Linked DNA regions of Mus musculus: all the other regions are linked to region 1. A link is a contact called in public promoter capture Hi-C data. All regions are on one chromosome and are shown on one strand. The core of a region is the stretch at or near the end of the contact, and the rest is flanking DNA. Distances in the headings are between cores, read along the strand shown.

Region 1 (2,854 bases), core at 323-2,822:
AGGGGGGCGCCCGGAGCAAAGGCAGTGTGGGCGAAGGATGTGCGTCACGGGGAGCGTGGGCAGGGGGGAGGGCGGGGGCACGAGGAAACCCGGGGCCAGCGGCTGGCAGCCCAGACTCCAAAATAACCGGACGGGGGAGTGGGGGAGGGGCGCCGCACACATTGAAGGAAAGGCCGTCTAGTCGCGCCCTCCTTAGTAGCAAAGGGTCGGGAGAAGGACCCTGCACCTTCCTACAATCCCTAGTATGTTTGGAAGACAAAAACCTGAGCTATTGAAATCGTTCCTCCTAAAGTACCCATCCCTCTTCGGGAAACCAAGAGATCCCCCTCCTCGTCAGTCTGGAATGAATCTGGAATGTAGAACCCGCCCCGACCCACACCACCCACGCCCTGCTGGGGCAAGCCACTCACAAGTGCTGAGCAGAGGGGCGGAGCCGAGGTTTCAAACTAGAGGGACGTTTCCTCTGGCCAGTCGGCCACGCTTTCCACCCCCACCCTCCCTTTCCCCAAAGGCCTACACAACCCCCGCGTGCCCAATACCCCCCCCCCAACCCTCCTAGCCGTGGGCGTGTAATGGGAACCAGATGGGACTAGAAGAAACCGAGGGGGTTGGGCTCCTTGAAGGCGGTCCTCCACGGTGGACAGTCACGTAGACTACTCTTAGCCTTTTGCTCAGCTTCCACTTCACTGTCCAGAGAGGTTCAATAACTCATGACCTCAGAGAAGGTACCTGCCTTTTCCTGGCTTTGCTATCTAGTCGTCCAAGCAGTAAGGCCTGGCCATCAGAAAAGAGGGTGCCACGAAAACATGGTAAACCCATCCGGGCTCTACCTAGCAACCCCGACGTGCCTAACCAACGCTCAAGTAAATAGTAGATTCTAGTATAACTTACGACCAAGGTTTGAGAGCCGCCTCTTCATATTACAACCTTTAGGCCAGAGAACGGTGTTAAGATACCGAAGGGATTCCTGCGCAGCCCCGCGCTAACAGGTTTACCCTAAGGATACATCCTAGGGGAGCCGAGCAGGAGGAACAGCACACCCCGACCCTTCGCTAACTTTTCCCCCATCACTTCTAACATTCAAACTAACGGCTCGGCGCGGCCAGAGTGCGGCCAACGGGCGTCCGCGTCGTTGTTTGGACGCGTGTGCACGTACGTGCGCGTGTCTTTGTATACTTGTGCGTGGTTGTGAAACTGCGCTCTCGGCTCACAGGAGTAGGAGTGGTGCAGGGAGTAGGAATGTAGCCGGCGGGGCGCTCACGTGGGTACGTGGGCGCAGAGAGGGCCGGCTGTGCATCCGGCGTGGGCGGCAAGGAGCGACCTGCCCCGCCCGTTGGGTCCCCAAGCTCCCCCTTCCACAGCTCGGCCTCGGTCACCTCGGTCCCCAACTCAGCGCCCGATTCCTGAGTCCCCGCTCCGCCTCCACACCTCCCCCCCCCCCCCTTCCCCCAAGTCTCCTCCTCTCAGTCTCCACAGCAGCCTCTCCAAGGCTCAGGCCTGGGCTCCCACCCACCGCCTCCGGTCCCAGCCCCCGGTTCTGCCCACGCCCTCCTCCCGCCAGCCCGGCAGCCAGCGCAGCGCCGGGCCTCGCTCCCTGTGCGTCCTGCGGGGGAGGAGGCGCGGAGAGGCGGCAAGCGCAGCCGGGGAGGTGGGGGCAGAGGCACAGACAGAGGCGCGGAGGCTCCGAGAGAGAAGACGTGGAGGGAGGGACGGAGCCTGGACAGCGGTGGACCCGGGCCGCGCGCGCCAGGCAAAGAGCAGCGCGCAGCAGGCGCCGGGCACCGAGAGGGGAGGCACTGGTGATCTCTGGCCGTCCATGCACAGAGCTCCCTCTCCCACAGCGGAACAGCCACCTGGCAGAGGGGATAACACACGCCGGACCCCGCAACCCAGATTCAAGTTAGTGGGCAAAAGGAGGTGGCAGGGAGTGGAGATGGGTGGAGTTGGACTCCGGAATGGGGTCTAAAGGGTGGAGGTCGAAAAGAGGACGTGGGGAAGCGGGACGGAGGTGGGAGGTGGAGACTGATGGAAAAGGGGGTGAGTATTCGAAATAGGGGATCCTGGAAGCAAACAAAGACCCGATGAACCTGGATACGATAGAGTACTGCCTCGTTTTCCACTCCAGGTTTACTCAGTGGGCATAACCTGGCACATGAGCCCCCTGCAAAGAATGTCCCCCCAGCCAGGGGAAGCTCCAGAGCTTGATCTGTCAACAGTGTGAGGGGTGGCGGCTCTTAGCTGTCTCAGTGTGTCATTAGCAGGCATCCGGGAGAAGGTGGTTCCTTTGAGTTAAGCATCTGCGGGCCTGAAGGGGGTGTGCTTCAGGCCTCCCTTGTCCGTGAAATGACCATTCACAGGGTGAGGAGGGGTGCAGCCCCTTCCTCAAGAGACCTTCAACCTCTCCCGCACTCCCTTGTCGAAGATAAGGGTGGAAAACAAGCGAGAGGAGAGTAGGCGGGAGCCCCCAGGCGGTTTTCGCCCACAGACGCTGCTACTGTGGGAGTGTGTGGGAAGAAGGGCCCCAGAGCAGAACAATCAAGGCTTCCCTCCCCCTTTCCCAGAAGAGAGGGGCCTGCTGAATAGTAGGAAGGATCAATCAAAGGAGAGGGGGTAACTGAAGGGAACTGGGCAGCCTTTGGAAAGTTGGGACAGAGTCTAGGAAGGGTGCTTTAATCCTTGGAAGCGAAGAACAGGAGCAAGGGTCTACCAGGTTCCCTAAATGCCAAGGAAGAGGCCACACCCCTCCCTCTCAGCTACCTGGCCAAGGAGTACAGCTGCCAGCAATAGCTCTTAGTATTCTAAGTTAACTTTAATATGGGATGTTACATTAAGTAATGTTGAGGCTGCTGAGTAT
Region 2 (2,700 bases), core at 131-2,630, 300 kb before region 1:
CAGTCTCCAGCAACCACAAGCCTCACAACCATCTATAAAGGGATCTGATGCCCTCTCCTGGCATGCAGGTGTACATGCAGACAGAGCATCATATACATAAAAAAATCGAGAGAGAGAGAGAGAGAGAGAGAGAGAGAGAGGGAAAGAGAGAGAGAGAGAGAGAGAGAGAGAGAGAGAGAAAACAAATGACTTTGTTGTGACTTTAAATGAATTACTGAACCCGTAAGATGAAACAGTTTAAATGGATTAGTAGCCAACAAATAATTTTCAATGAATTAATAGTTTAAACTTTTCTTTTAACCTATAGCCCAGTTTTTCGTGTGATGCTGTGAAGATTTCCAGATGTTTGATAGATGTGGACAGCAAGACAGCTGGGCTGCAATAAGAATGATGGTTAGGATACAATTTGTTTCTCTCTCTCTCTCTCTCTCTCTCTCTCTCTCTCTCTCTTGGGTCTGGGTCTCTTGTCAAGTAGCCTAAAGAGAAATAAATTAAAGATATCTGTGTCATAAGTTTGAACTACAGATCATGTGTTGCTATGAAAAGTCACAAAAAGGTTTTGCTTGTTCAAATCCCCAAAGGACGAAATTCCACTCTCTACAAACAGAAACAGCCCCAAGGCTAAAGCTCTTCCTTTCTTTAGTCATGCCTGGGGCCCAGGGTCACTGGAAATGGGAGGCCTGCAAGAAATAGCAAGTAATATTAATTCCATCTGAATTTGGAATTCAGTAACAGGAGGGATATGGGCAATCTGCAAGCCAGGCAGGTTGAGTTACAGAGAAGCCTACAATTTAGTGGTATCCCAGGCCTGTGGCCAACCAGGAGAAACAAAACCGCTTTGTTACCTCATGACAGTGATCACTAAAGACTCCTTAGGGATGGGCTGAACACAGAGGAGAGTTTTAAGCCTTAACACAAGCAAGCCCTTCCCCCTTTTCCACATCCTCCGTGTAATCAGGAGGGCACACAGTCCTGCATATTACCCAGGGCTTATTATTATTTTCTCAGTCGTTCCTTTCTCAAGAGGGCATGGGCTTGTCCCTACATCTTACACCTTGTTTTTTTTTTTTTAAAGCATGTTGGTCACATGATTTTGTAGGCCAGATTGGCTGTCAGTAATTTTCTGCTCTAAATTCCTAGTTTGGCCGTGTAGGGGTAGCTTTGTGGAGGTTAGGTTTCAGTGTGCATCGTGGGGAAGGAGGCTGGTAGCATTATTAGTGTCTTCCATTCAATCGTTACTAGGCCAATACTGGCTGGGTGTCCCTTTACAAAAACCGAAAGGTCAGAATTTATTTCTTACAGTAATCACATACTTGTGCATGTCGTGCCTTGTTCAGAAGATAAACATTAACTCTAACTGGAGAATTCAAATGTTCCCTGACCGAAGGTCTTTCTGATAGGGCCTATGGAATCAAAGTGTGGTGTAATTTCTTATCTTTCCCACACACACTTGCTGGGGATCCATTCCAGGTCCCAGGGCTTCATGTGAAACAAACTCTGCAGGAAACCTACACCCCCCCCCCAGCTACATTCTCAGCTCATGAGACTCCTAAATTCTTACTCCCCATTTCTGTTCCTGACTCCTCTAAGACTGACTCTCACTCCCTACCCTGCCTGCTTCAACTTTTTTTTTTTACATATAGTACATGCATGTGGTGTGTGTGTGAGTGAGAGAGGGAGGGAGAGAGAGAGAGAGAGAGAGAGAGAGAGAGAGAGAGAGACTATGCTGTCCAGAAGAGGGAATTGGAGCTACATAGAGTTGTGAATCACCAGAAATCCAGAAATGGGTGCTGGGATCTGAACTCAGATCCTCTGGAGGAGCAGCAAACGCTTTAAAAAAAAACATTTATTTATTACTATATGTAAGTACACTGTAGCTGTCTTCAAACACACCAGAGGAGCGTCAGATCTCATTACAGATGGTTGTGAGCCACCATGTGGGTGCTGGGATTTGAACTCAGGACCTCCTGAAGAGCAGTTGGCGCTCTTAACTGCTGAGCCATCTCTCCAGCCCCCTGCTTCAACTTTGAGTCTCTTCATTTTTCTTTCTTTTTTCTTTTTTCTCATTGTTGGATCTAATTTGTATTGTTCAGAGGGGCCATCCACGGGAGCCCGACTGATATACGAGGAGCCACATCCCTGAAGAAAACTGAAGCTTTCTCTCCTAATGCCAACAGCTGCAATAGTGCTTCAGTTACGGGGGCATGTAAGATTAAATAGGAGGGTATAGCCGATTCCTTTCTTTGAGACCAGCGCTAAGATGCAATTGAGGGATGGTGGAAACCATGTGCATTATTCTCAATGGGTCTTCCCCAGGAAACAGAGGAACCCAAGACTCATTTTGCAGTCTAAGCCTGAGATTCATTTCACACAGCGCCTTGTCCAAAGCCTATCAAATTGCTGCCTCCTAGAACCTATAATTCTTCCTTTTCTTTTGTTTAGCAAGATGTCCCATGGCTCCTTAATGTGTGGGCTCCATTCTGGTGACTTTGTTAGGCATCACCTTTTGTCTGGTGGCTTCAGAATAACTGGGATAAGAGAACTTCAAGGTCCAGCCTCTTATCTGAGAAGATCGGTTCAAAGGAGGAAGATTTATTCTGACTCATGGTTCTAGTTTGGGTCCATTGTCTTTAGATCTGAGGCAAGGCAGAGCATCATGGGAAACATTTGGTAGAATAAAGCTGCTCACTTGCCCTGGAG
Region 3 (2,902 bases), core at 231-2,730, 400 kb after region 1:
ACAGGCTAGCCTGTGTAAGGACCCCCCACCCCCCACCCCCCCGGCCAGGTCCCATCTCAAAAATTAAAATAACCGAAAATAGAGGATGAACTGTTGCAGCTGTATAAAAACCTTGTTGGGGGCATGTGTGGGCACACATACCCACTGAATTCTTGCCTCGATGGACTGTCATTTTGAAGTCACTAAGGATGCCACCTTCTTGTCTCTAGAGGCTGGACGTTGGTATATTTCCTGAGCTTGCAAGATGCTGCAACCTTCAGAAACAGTGCCAAACGACCGAGGGTAGCGTTCCTGAATTAGGAACTCGCCATTCTCATTCCTGGCTTCTGCCCAAGCCTCGGCCTCTGTCACCATGATCTCCAGGTCATGTATTGGGCTTCTTTCTGTTGGTTCCCTTAAGAGTCAAGGAGTGTGACTAGTGAAGGCCCAGCTCAGCTGGTATCTGGCCGGTTAGGGCTTGTTTGTCTAGGCCACTGCCCTCTCATCCTTCCCCCTTAGTAACTAACTGACCCTAGACACTGGCCAGTTTCTGAGCCAAGGCCTCCACCCCCTCCCTTCTGATTTCTCCCATCACCCCATCTTCCCCTTGGCTGGAACCTCAAGCCCTGCATCGGAGCTCTCTGTTGACAAGCAGAGGCTGTGACATTGAGCGAAATCAATTTGACCAGCTCGTGGTGTTCCTGTTTTGGGCTGCGGAGGAGACAGGACAAGAACTCTCTGGGCTTGGCTCTTTGTCCCCTTTCCTTTCCTTTCCTTTCCTTTCCTTTCCTTTCCTTTCCTTTCCTATCCTTTCCTCTCTCTTTCTTTCTTTCTTTCTTTCTTTCTTTCTTTCTTTCTTTCTTTCTTTCTTTCTTTTCTTCCGATGTGGAAACTGGGAGAAGAAAAGAATGGAGACTCTGTCCAAAGGTAACTAGGGCAGTAAACACACAGAGATACTGAGCCCGTCTGAGACCCAAATGTAACTCTTTGCCCTGGAAGCTCCTCACAGCAGGACCTCTGGCCCTTTGTTCCTTTCCTCAGGCTGCTATACTCCTGTTCTCTTGCAAAAGCTGCCCTGCCTACCCATATCCCACCCCAACCTTAGAGGCCTCGATGAGAACTCCATCTGTCCCTGAATGGCTGGAAGATAGCTTGTCTTTCCTTCTATTATTATATTATATTTACTTCTATTATATATTATATTATAGAGGAGTAGGCAAGACCTGCCTGTCTTTTCTCCATGCCATGGGATCTAGACTTCACTTCTGTAGCTTCCCACCCGTAAAGGCTCACTGGCTCATTGTACATCTGAGGGGCAGAAAGAGGCTGGGAGAAGGAGGATAAGTGTGATTTAAATATGAAAAGTGGGGTGTAATGGGTGTTTTTTGTTTTGTTTTGTTTTGTTTTTTGCGGGGGTGTGTGTTCTGGAATTAAGGGAATGGGAGGCCCGTAGGTGCTCTTTCCCAGGCAGGCGACAGGCCCACCTTAGTCCTCTTTTCCATTCCTGTAGGTGGAGTCTAAGGAGGAACAGACAGGTCGCGTGTAGCAAAGTGAGCTGTGTGGGGAAGGGGTGAGGACAAGGTTATTTGCGAGCCTCCAAATCAAGGAACCAGGTGAGCCTAAGCCAAACTCCACCTTTGGGTGGTCGCAGTTCGGAGGATCACCTCCTGCGAAGGAAACCCCGCCCCCGCGGCTCCGGCGCGCCCCGCCCAGGCCCGCAGCGCGGCTGCAGCGCGAGGGGCGGAGAGGCACAGCGCGGCGAGAGGACCAGACGCCCAGGTCGCCCGCATCCAGTGCCGCAGGACACCGAAAGCTCATCTTCCCCGAGGCGTTCCAGCTGCTCCCTTGGCCTCAGCGACAGATCACCTGTCCACTGCCTCGACCTCAGCCCAGCGTCCCCTTCCTCCGGAGTACACGCTACCCTTGCAGTCGGAGACGCTCCCAGCCCCTCGTCGTCGTCGACCACCATGGCGGAGACTAACAACGAATGCAGCATCAAGGTGCTTTGCCGATTTCGGCCCCTGAACCAGGCCGAGATTCTGCGGGGGGACAAGTTCATCCCCATTTTCCAAGGGGACGACAGCGTCATTATTGGGGTGAGTGCTACATCCGAAGGAAATTAGAGGAGGGGGCGGGATGCAAAAATCTTTTCACCCCCAAGACTTAGTCCCTCTGCCTGTCATCCTGCAGCAGCTCAGGGATGCTCAGCCTCCATCCTCTCCGCCGCAGCCCCTCCTCTCCCCTGCATCAGGATGGCTGGGTGTGGCCTGCCTAGGCCTGCAGCCAAGTCTCTGCAGAGTGGGAGGGGGCTCCTTTCCCGTCATCAGGAACCCCAACTTGTCTTTGCTACTCTCTTGCAATGTTCCCACCCCTTAGAGCCAGTTCCCTGCCTTTGTGATGTTTTCCCTCTCCCCTAGAGAAAGCGCGTTTTCCCTTTGTTATTGACTCTCATCTCTACCCTAACCTCCACGAAGGGAGGGGAAGGTTAGTGGATGGGCTTGATAGGAAATGAGAAGTCTAGGGCCTCTGTGGAGGAATGAATGGGAGTGGGTTCTAGGACGGGCCCTTCCATCATCGCCTTTAGTAGTTGCTGCCTGGACTTGGGGGGAGGGAGCAGAAATCTGGTGAAGGGTTTTCTGGGAAAGCTGTACACAGATGCCACACCCAATTGGAGAGTTAGCCTCTAGGATCCTAAGGGCCTGTGTGCCTTTCTATCCCGAGTGTAGTATCAAGATGATTTCAGATCCTAAGCCCTCCCAAGTCAAAGTGCCCAAATCCTGAGTTTGTACATACTTGCTTATTCATCTTAGTCTTGAAGATCCAATACAAGGTAGTATGAGTGCTACCTCGTCATGGCAGCCCTCTCCCAAGGAGATCGTCAGGCGAATTAATGCTTTCTGTGCACTTGGTGTTCTGTGCTTAG
Region 4 (2,910 bases), core at 374-2,873, 470 kb before region 1:
AAAGGGTTTTGATGGCAGGATGTGTGGGTGTGAGCTCTGGCTCAGGCAGTAGGCGCACCAACAGTAACCTTAATTCTGTGGGTTTGTTAGTCTTAGACGTAGGTCCCTGCAGACTAAAGGTGAGGATGCTGTTGTTCCTGTTGTAGAACTCGGGTTAATTCTCAGGACTTGGAAATGTCAGCAGACGGTACTCTAGTTCCCGAATAGTTTGCTTCCTGATTCTAGTGCACTTAAACTGTTCTTAAAAAGCAAATCAAAGTCTGGGTGTAGAGACACAGGCCTTTAATCCCAGCACTTGGAAGGCAGCAGCAGGTGGATCTGCGAGTTCAAGGCCAGAGTGGTCTACAGAGTGAGTTCTGGGACAGCCAGGGTTAAACCTGTCAAGAGACACAAACAAGCAAAACAAAAACAAAACACTGGTGGCCCTGCTTGGCATCCTTGCCACTCAGGTGTCTTTACAGGAGGGTGCTGCTTAACCCTTCCCTTCATTGCCTTCTCTAGGGCTCAGTTCTGACACCAGGGATGGACCACCCCCTCTCTCTCCAGCCTGCCTCCATGATGGGACCTCTTACCCAGCAACTGGGTCACCTGTCACTCAACAGTCTGGGCACGGTAAAGGATTGTCTGTGGTTATTAACCCTGCAGAATAAGAAGTGCCTAGGAAATGCTCCTTGGTACCTGTGGTTACGCAGGACGCAAGTGTGTCAGGGTCAGCAAAGGCAGGCTCAGAACTGCAGTAAATGCTTCTAATCCTTATACTCAGGAGGCTGAGTCAGGAAGACTTAAAAGTTCCAGGCCAGGCTGGAGAGATGGCTCCGTGGTTAAGAGCACTGACAACTCTTCCAGAGGTTTGGAGTTCAATTCCCAGCAACCACATGGTTGCTCACAACCTATCTGTAATGGGGATCAGATGCCTTCTTCTGGTGTATCTGAAGACAGCTACAATGTACTCATATAAATAAAATAAAATAATAAATCTTAAAAAAAAGTTCAAGGCCATTGATAAACAGAAAAGAATCAGTAAGCTGGGGATATACCTTCCTGCCTACCTCTTACCTGCTTCCCAGTCACGGAACTAAATGTGGTTTAAACATTTGTGAATTTGCTTAGGCGCCAGTGCATATCTCCTAGAAGAGCTCATCAGAACACTGAAAGGGAAGGGATGAAGCTCAAGGCTCTTTTAGGTCTGACTGGTGCAGGAGAGCTGGTGGCAGTGAGTTGAGGGTGTGGAGGAAGAGAGGGAACGCAGTGAGGGAGGGACATCAACGTGTCTCTAGCTGGCATCCTCGGGCACTCCAGGGACATTTTAAAGAAGCACCCACAACAATAAAGGTCTCTGTGTTTTCTGAAGCTCCTGAGGGCTTTAAACTAGCTGAGAACCATTGTTTTTGTTTTTGTAGTTCATGCCGGCAGCTGCTGCTATGCATGGGGCTTACATCTCCCAGTACCCAGCTGTGCCTTCTTCCAGTGTTTCTGCTGAGGTAGGAGCTTTTTCGGTTCGTTTTGTTTTGTTTTGCAGTGAGGCCAGGACACATCAAGGGCAGATCTCTGAACTGTGTACTCCTCTCTCGGTACTGCCTACCGCCGGCATCCTCACTGGTGGTTGTGAGGAGAGCAGGAGGCGGCTTCATTGGTGTTTAGCCAGCCTGCTCTGTTCAATTTAGACAGGGATGCTGACTTCAGCTGCCTCAATACTCTGAAAATGAGCAAATGCTGAAGTATTTTCCAAGGTAGCTGGACCACTTTGCCCGCTTTCTGGCAGTCTGGATGTTGGATGCACACATGCGTTGGGGGCGGTGTGTGTGTGTGTGGCTGAATTGGGGAGGCTTTAGTGGGAGGTGCGTGTAGGAATGCTTCAGTAACTTTCCTTGGCTGTGATACAGGAGAGCAATGGCCAGCAGAATCAACTGGCAGTGGAGCCCCCCTCAGACCACGGGGTCTATCCTTTCCAGTTCAGCAAATAATGAGGTAAGAACTTTATGGTGGGGAATGCTGCTATGCTATGCTGAACTGGAAGATGGTGCTTGCAGCTTTGTTCTGCCAATAGCCAGACAGGTTAATTAATAGTCGTGTCCTCTTCGTATCGTCTCCAGCTAATGCCTCCTTTAGGATTCTTTCCCCCCATCTTTGTTAAACAGAAAGGAACTCTTGGAGATGCTCACAGACTCCAGAAGGTTTAGCAAGTTACAAGCCTAGCTGTAGCCTGCTGAGCACTAACACCTGGCTGTCATTCCCTCACAGGTCCAGACCTGGGGAGAGAAGCCTATGCAGTCCTCCTTGGGCTCCTTCCTGTGGCTGATGGAACCTGAGGAATCACGTTGGTTTTTTTTTTTGAATGTGCTACATTCAAGATCAAAAAGACTTTTTTTTCTTTTGCAAAAGAAGTTTCTTGCTTTGTATTTAATTGCAGCGAACCTTTCTCCTACCCCAAAGACACCAGTTGAGGTGCTTCTCATCTTCGAGAGGTTTGGGTATGTTGGGCTTTTAAAATGGTTTAAGAACAATCGCAGTGCTGTGAAGTCAGTGAAGGGGCGCTGCTTGCCAGGTTCAGTTAGGGACTATTTTCAATGTGTGTTTTAGATATGCAGGCTTAAAACTTTTGTTTTGCAAAGCTCTCAACACACACTTTGCACACACCCACCCACCTCCCTCCCACGCACTGTTTAAGGCAGGGTCTCACAGTGCAGTCCTGGCTGGCTGACAATGTAGACCAGGCTGGCTTTGAACTCAGCGATCCTTCCCACTCTGTCTGAGTGCACCGCCATGCCTAGCTAGTTGTTTTTTTTTTTTTGGTTTTTTTTTTTTCAAGACAGGGTTTCTCTGTGTAGCCCTGGCTGTCCTGGCGCTCACTTTGTAGACCAAGCTAGCCTCGAACTTAGAAATCCACCTGCCTCTGCCTCCCAAGTGCTG

What was found. Promoter capture Hi-C pulls out the DNA fragments that hold promoters and counts their contacts.
Region 2: a promoter capture Hi-C map of liver shows a contact between it and region 1, with 2.9 times the contacts expected there. The contact joins the enhancer-like site here to the promoter of Nab2 in region 1. A contact is called at or near these places in 9 of 39 promoter capture datasets (3T3-L1-derived adipocytes, the C10 cell line, Sertoli cells and 5 more), 1 of 15 datasets of contacts at CTCF or cohesin (the NIH/3T3 cell line), 11 of 115 datasets of contacts at active chromatin or transcription factors (the NIH/3T3 cell line, acute myeloid leukemia, bone marrow-derived macrophages and 7 more) and 4 of 9 other capture datasets (adipose tissue, embryonic stem cells, liver and 1 more).
Region 3: a promoter capture Hi-C map of embryonic stem cells shows a contact between it and region 1. The contact joins the promoter of Kif5a here to the promoter of Nab2 in region 1. A contact is called at or near these places in 3 of 39 promoter capture datasets (3T3-L1-derived adipocytes, embryonic stem cells and hippocampal neurons) and 2 of 9 other capture datasets (adipose tissue and liver).
Region 4: a promoter capture Hi-C map of hippocampal neurons shows a contact between it and region 1, with 3 times the contacts expected there. The contact joins the enhancer-like site here to the promoter of Nab2 in region 1. A contact is called at or near these places in 2 of 39 promoter capture datasets (the 3T3-L1 cell line and hippocampal neurons), 1 of 15 datasets of contacts at CTCF or cohesin (the NIH/3T3 cell line), 1 of 484 Hi-C or Micro-C datasets (embryonic stem cells), 2 of 115 datasets of contacts at active chromatin or transcription factors (the NIH/3T3 cell line and bone marrow-derived macrophages) and 3 of 9 other capture datasets (adipose tissue, liver and pancreatic islet).

What each region holds. Positions count from the first base shown.
Region 1 is chr10:127,665,421-127,668,274 of GRCm38.p6, reverse strand. Nab2 (Ngfi-A binding protein 2) reads left to right here and starts at 1,572. Exons shown (of 7, transcript NM_008668.2): 1 at 1,572-1,899. The coding sequence starts at 1,817. It overlaps 1700012D01Rik (RIKEN cDNA 1700012D01 gene), which reads right to left and starts at 1,152. Exons shown (of 2, transcript NR_045171.1): 1 at 892-1,152.
Region 2 is chr10:127,968,716-127,971,415 of GRCm38.p6, reverse strand. No RefSeq gene overlaps it. Among named protein-coding and RNA genes, the nearest start is that of Gm23996, 17 kb to the right of the region's middle. Within about 2 kb of position 1,380, at least 33 of the 459 cell types and tissues checked have an H3K27ac peak or open chromatin away from gene starts, as enhancers often do. A contact at or near this core is called in liver, second pharyngeal arch cranial neural crest and trophoblast stem cells, where this site is marked.
Region 3 is chr10:127,261,941-127,264,842 of GRCm38.p6, reverse strand. It overlaps Kif5a (kinesin family member 5A), which reads left to right and starts at 1,480. Exons shown (of 29, transcript NM_001039000.4): 1 at 1,480-2,075. The coding sequence starts at 1,947. It overlaps Gm40800 (a long non-coding RNA gene), which reads right to left and starts at 539. Exons shown (of 2, transcript XR_872171.2): 1 at 142-539.
Region 4 is chr10:128,132,699-128,135,608 of GRCm38.p6, reverse strand. It overlaps Rbms2 (RNA binding motif, single stranded interacting protein 2), which reads left to right. Exons shown (of 13, transcript NM_019711.2): 10 at 502-612; 11 at 1,401-1,481; 12 at 1,884-1,968; 13 at 2,242-2,910. The coding sequence ends at 1,964. Among named protein-coding and RNA genes, the nearest start is that of Gm51821, 8.6 kb to the right of the region's middle. Within about 2 kb of position 1,623, at least 32 of the 459 cell types and tissues checked have an H3K27ac peak or open chromatin away from gene starts, as enhancers often do. A contact at or near this core is called in hippocampal neurons, where this site is marked.